Linked DNA regions of Mus musculus: region 2 is linked to region 1. Evidence: chromatin contacts called from public HiChIP or PLAC-seq data. All regions are on one chromosome and are shown on one strand. The core of a region is the stretch at or near the end of the contact, and the rest is flanking DNA. Distances in the headings are between cores, read along the strand shown. Region 1 holds the start of Nap1l5 (nucleosome assembly protein 1-like 5). Region 2 has its middle 23 kb from the start of Tigd2.

Region 1 (2,700 bases), core at 100-2,599:
ACAGTAATTTTACTTTAAAAATATTCAGTGCTTACTCCATGTCAGCACTAAATGGTTTACATACAATTAAGTTAATACACGTAAGAAGTAAAAGAGAGAAATTTCTTATGAAATTCATATGCATAAAACTCTGGCAAGACCCACCACAGAGAAAGACAGATCTAAATAGGTAATGAATGTATCCTCTAGGAACCACTTAAAAGTTGTGCCCTGCTCTTTATTCTAGAAGCTCTAAGGAGGCAGGAAGGACCTGGAGTTCACATAGTTTAAAGCTAGACTGGACCAGCTAAATAAATAAATAAATAGATAGATAAACAAAACAAATAACTCTCTAATTCTGGCTTATATGGGGAAAAAAATAAAAGATCACTTCATTATTAGAAAACAAGACTTTGATGTTTATGGTCTTTTCCAAAGCTCTCACATACAAATTACAAGCAGATTCAAACAACAGATGGTTAACTGTGAAGTGTTTGGTGACAAATGACTGTAGAAGCATCTGTGGGTCCCTAAGGAAGTGTAGGATCAAACACGCATTTCAAGATGTATTAAAATGACCTCTTTTCCCCAGCCTTTATGGGCATGTTTAATCTGCTAACTGGAAGCAGTGTGCCTCCACCCAAAAACTGAATTGGGCCCTACACATCTATACATGACAGCATCTTTTCACAATGTCACACGGTTGGACACTTCTAGGGCTTTGCATTTCTTCTGTTCACCCTCACTTTATTTCTTTTCAGAGGCAATTGTGTGAAACCTACTAGAATGCTCACAGCGCAGAAATTTGCCACACAAACACTTACAGAATCAATGCCAAGGTCCCTCCCGGAACAATTTGCCACGAGGATATAGGTTTAACAGAGATGTCTAACTGTGCTCTAAGAGCCAAAGATGGTCTGCGCAGATACAGGCACGCACTGTGGGTCTGCAAAGGTGAAGGAAAATGGTTCTCCTGCATTTCTGTTCTCTGAAAGTGAATTTAAGACGCAGTCAGGCTTGGAAATGTACCCATAACCAAGGCTTACCAACATTAGCTATGGCGCACTTTCAACAAAGATTGTCAGGTGCATTGCGGATTTGGAGAACTAAGATGGGAGGGGGAGCACACAGTAAACAGATTGGGGGGGGGGGGTGTATAAACAGGTATGGAAAAATACAGTCTCAGCCTCGAGCTGGTTCCAGCCAGTTCTGCAGGGGTGGGGGCGGATGCTGAGGGCTGGGTGTCTAAGTGGCAGGTTTTAGAGACCTCGGAGATAGCAGCATAGCAACAATTTGGTGCAGTGTGTGCGCACAACCATCAGCTGATAGTGAGCAGCCATTCACTTGCCGCGAGCCGCGAAGCGGCCGCGCGGACGTCACCACAGCCGTCAGCGTTTGCCGCATCTTCAGACGCACTCTGGACCAGCCGCAATCACAGCTGCAGGACCTCTCTGGACCAGCTCTATTGCAGACTGCGCAACCACCAGACCACTGCGGCAAACAAGCCCAGCTGAGCCGAGCAGTAGCCATGGCCGACCCCGAGAAGCAGGGACCCGCTGAGAGCCGCGCCGAGGACGAGGTAATGGAAGGCGCCCAGGGTGGCGAAGATGCCGCGACCGGTGACAGTGCCGCTGCTCCCGCGGCCGAGGAGCCCCAGGCCCCCGCGGAGAACGCGCCCAAGCCCAAAAAAGACTTTATGGAGAGCTTGCCCAATTCCGTGAAATGCCGGGTTCTGGCGCTCAAAAAGCTGCAGAAGCGCTGCGATAAGATCGAGGCCAAGTTTGACAAGGAATTCCAGGCTCTGGAGAAGAAGTACAACGATATCTACAAGCCCCTGCTCGCCAAGATCCAGGAGCTCACCGGAGAGATGGAGGGCTGCGCGTGGACCCTGGAGGGAGAGGATGATGAAGATGACGAGGAAGAGGACGACGAGGAGGAGGAGGAGGAAGAAGAGGCTGCAGCTGGCGCAACTGGGGGTCCCAACTTCGCCAAGAAGTGAGCACAGCAAGCTGACAGGTGATAAATCCCCTGCCCCTTTTATTTCCAATGTCGGCAGACTTTAAAAGGCTCAGGATTTGCCCAAAATAAAATGTGAATCTATTCTGACATTCCTAAAATTAAATTGAATCAAGTAGATTCTGGCTAGCCCGTTTCTAATCTGACTTTTATTTGTGTAAAACAGATGCTAAAAGACGTTTTTTAGAAAAAAAAAAAAGCCTAATTAAACTTTTTTTTTTCTCCCTGCTCTTCTGTGAGAACTGGACTTGAGACTGTTGAAAGGTTGTCAGTTAGATGGGAATTAAAAGTGCGTCACACGTTGAAATCCATTCATCACACTACACCAGAACATCCAAGCTAAGACAGAACTCTTCTCAATGCTTAATTCTTCAGTTTCTTTACATTTTCCAGCGCAGAGGAAAAGGAACCCAGGAACGACGTCATCTTTAAGACTTTTGCTTTTGCAAACCCAGACATCAGCTTTACACTCCAGAGGAGCCTTGGCATGGAGCAAGCCTGGACTGACAGCATTTACTGATTATGTGGCTAGGAAAACTGCCATTTCAAGTTGTGAAAAAATGTTTTAAATATTTGCATTTACAGAAAGAACATGGTTTCAAAAATGAGGGTGTATTCCATGTATAATATTGTCAACACGTGTTCATCTGTTATGGTCCCGTGTTACCTGTTTTCTTGGTAGTGTTTGTTTACAAAATCGTAAAA
Region 2 (2,700 bases), core at 60-2,559, 280 kb before region 1:
ACTAGTCAAGATACCATCAAAGTGACATGGTGGCTTCCATCTAGATTGAAGGCACTATGACGGTAACACAACCATCTGCCATCTACTTTCTGCCAATGGTGAGCTCAACTCCATGATGAAAATAAGTCTACTCTTCCACTAGGGCATGATTGTAGGGATCCGAAAATCTCAGATTAAATGTGGTCACTTACTTTAACTGTTTTAAATAAGTACTAGACCTCAACCCAAAGGAGAGTCCCTGGGTAGATTTCGGAGTGGCTAGAATCACAGTGGCTTCCTCCCAGATGGCTTCTAGAAAGAGATAGAGAGAGGGAATTTAACCACCATTCAACTTTTCTGTTAAAACCACACTGGGCCTGTCTCTCAGGGTTCCAGAGGACTGGGAGAAGGATGGGAGGAGCAGGTGTTTTAAAAGAAACCAAAGGTTGTCTGTCTCCAGGCTGAGAGCAGCTTCACATATCTCCGTAAAGAATGTGGTCTATGCTACTTCAGACAGTCTTCTCATTCAGTTTTCTAAGCGAGTTGGTCCCTTTCTTCCTGTGGCCCTTAATATGCATAGAGCAGAGACTTCCCTCTTAGAATCTTTTCTTGGGTCAGGTTTCATCATGAGTAGCATAAGTACTTTGACTTTAGGTTAGTAAGACAAATAGGTTTTGCTTGTTTTCTTTTGTTATTACTGGTTTTGTCTCTGTTCAAGTCTTTGGTGGTCCAGTGTTTTAACTTGCTTAAATAAAATCATACATCCCGTGTGGTCCCTTTTATTTTGTCTTAAACAGGTAGGCTGAAAATAGAGAAGAAAGGTAGAAATAATTATCATTCCAAAAATAAAAGTGCAAGATTCAATCTCAACTGGGGTAAAATTCATGAAGAATTACTTCGTCCAATTGTCAGTGATTAACTCCAGAACTGAGTGGTCACAACCCTGAGGCCTGGCTACCTGCATGTACAAACACGCGGAGGAGTAGGTAAGAGAGGTTTTCCTTTCTAGCATTTCAAAGAAAAGAGGAGAAACAAAAATACCAGTCTTGGGGTCCAGCCCCACCCACTGCCATTCCAGGATGCTGGAGAGACCCTGGCCATGCTCCCTGTTCCCTTCACAGTTTGGCTAGGAAAACACTGGCCCGGGATGAATCTCAGGATAATCTTCGAAATTGAAAGCATCATGGTGAGTCATGGAGGATTGCAGGAACAGATTCATTTTCTCAGCTGATTAAAAGAAGGAGAAAACAGGAAGTGCAAGGCTGTAAGCGCTCGGCCAAGTTTTAGTGAAAGCAGAAGATGTTGCTGTTTCCTGGACGGACGTGCCGTTTGTGCCTCAGAGAGCACGAAGCTGCCTTTGTGCTACTCTGTGAGTCATCACAGCAGTTGCAGATCACCAGATAGGAGGAACACAGTGTCCATTTCACGCTGGCTGTTTTTTTCCTCAGTGGAGTTGGTTCTTCTTTATTCTCCTGACACTTCAAGCTAAAGGTAGCTGCAGGTGACCTGTTACTTTTTGGAGATCTAATGGGGTTTGAGATGTCCTGCCATGTTTCCCTTTCCTGTTGTTCCACACTTGGTTGCTATAGAGACATATTTTGGATAATGACATGTGTCACTCCCTCTCTTACGTTCACTTAGAGCTTTAGGGTTCTTGTTATCTCTCGCCGATTTTAGCCACCAGCCTAACATAAACCGTTCACAGCACTGAGCAATGTGTGGGGGTTGTTGATTTTTATTCCAGTCATTGGAACAGTTAAGTGGAAGCTGCTGCTGCTCCTCAGGTGTTTCTGTTTGACCATGCGCTATCATGTCCTCAATGTGACTGGCAGATTTGTTTCCTCATGCTCTTTTAAGTAAAGTAAAGCATGAGACTGGCTGAAAGAACATATTTGAAAAACTGAGGCAGGGGATGCATCCTGCCTGTCACAGGCTATTTGGAGTCAGCCCCCAGGAAGCTCAGTAAGTCACACTTGAGTTGATTCTGTTTGGTTTGAAACATCTTGCATGTAGGCAGGACGTTTTCTATGAGTTAATTCACACTATATGTTTAAAACATTCTCTAAAGCATTTTCATTAAAATGACAAATTTTTGTGAATTTTTCCCCATTAAATGGACATTACTAACTTGAGAGTGTGGTGTATACTTGTGAGTTTAGAGTGATGGAATACAACATGTAGAATAGTTGAGAGCCAATTAATACACTGCATACTATCTTAGCTGATAATATTATACTGTTATCCCTCTAGCATTACCACTAAGCCACATGACCAGCTCATTTCTAGTTATTGATAACTATGTAACCCATGGGTTTTGGATGCCTGGGTTTAAATTAAGGCTTAAACTGGAATTATTGAGACAGTGTTCTCAAATCTCACATGAATATTTTTAAACCTGGAATGCTGTGGTGAGAAACTCTAAACTATATGGTAAATGTCAATAAACATTGAAAAACTTGGGAATGAAATATTCTGGGGAAAGAGTTATAAATCTTTATTGACTTTGTTCTAAATTAGAAACTCATTATGGATTTGAATGTAAACATATACTGTGAAGTTTCAGAGAAATTCTCTACTTTGTATAGTTTGTATAGAGACCCATGTCTCTCCATTATTATAATTCAGTCTCCTGCCATAAAAGTCCTTTGTTGAAGCCAGACATGGTGACTTAGATGCGCAATCCCATACTTGGGAGGTTGAGGTAGAAGATCATGAATTCCC

Evidence for each region. HiChIP or PLAC-seq counts read pairs in DNA pulled down with a chosen protein or histone mark.
Region 2: a contact with region 1 is called in an H3K4me3 HiChIP or PLAC-seq map of bone marrow-derived macrophages, with 4 times the contacts expected there. The contact joins the enhancer-like site here to the promoter of Nap1l5 in region 1. A contact is called at or near these places in 11 of 39 promoter capture datasets (3T3-L1-derived adipocytes, the C10 cell line, cranial neural crest and 7 more), 21 of 484 Hi-C or Micro-C datasets (Th1 cells, bone marrow-derived macrophages, brain and 14 more), 5 of 115 datasets of contacts at active chromatin or transcription factors (bone marrow-derived macrophages, embryonic hindbrain, fibro-adipogenic progenitors and 2 more) and 4 of 9 other capture datasets (adipose tissue, embryonic stem cells, liver and 1 more).

What each region holds. Positions count from the first base shown.
Region 1 is chr6:58,905,775-58,908,474 of GRCm38.p6, reverse strand. It overlaps Nap1l5 (nucleosome assembly protein 1-like 5), which reads left to right and starts at 1,349. Exons shown (of 1, transcript NM_021432.2): 1 at 1,349-2,700. The coding sequence starts at 1,508. The coding sequence ends at 1,978. All of the region lies in intron 23 of Herc3 (hect domain and RLD 3), which reads right to left.
Region 2 is chr6:59,184,085-59,186,784 of GRCm38.p6, reverse strand. No RefSeq gene overlaps it. Among named protein-coding and RNA genes, the nearest start is that of Tigd2, 23 kb to the left of the region's middle. Within about 2 kb of position 1,309, at least 141 of the 459 cell types and tissues checked have an H3K27ac peak or open chromatin away from gene starts, as enhancers often do. A contact at or near this core is called in Th1 cells, adipose tissue, bone marrow-derived macrophages and 4 more, where this site is marked.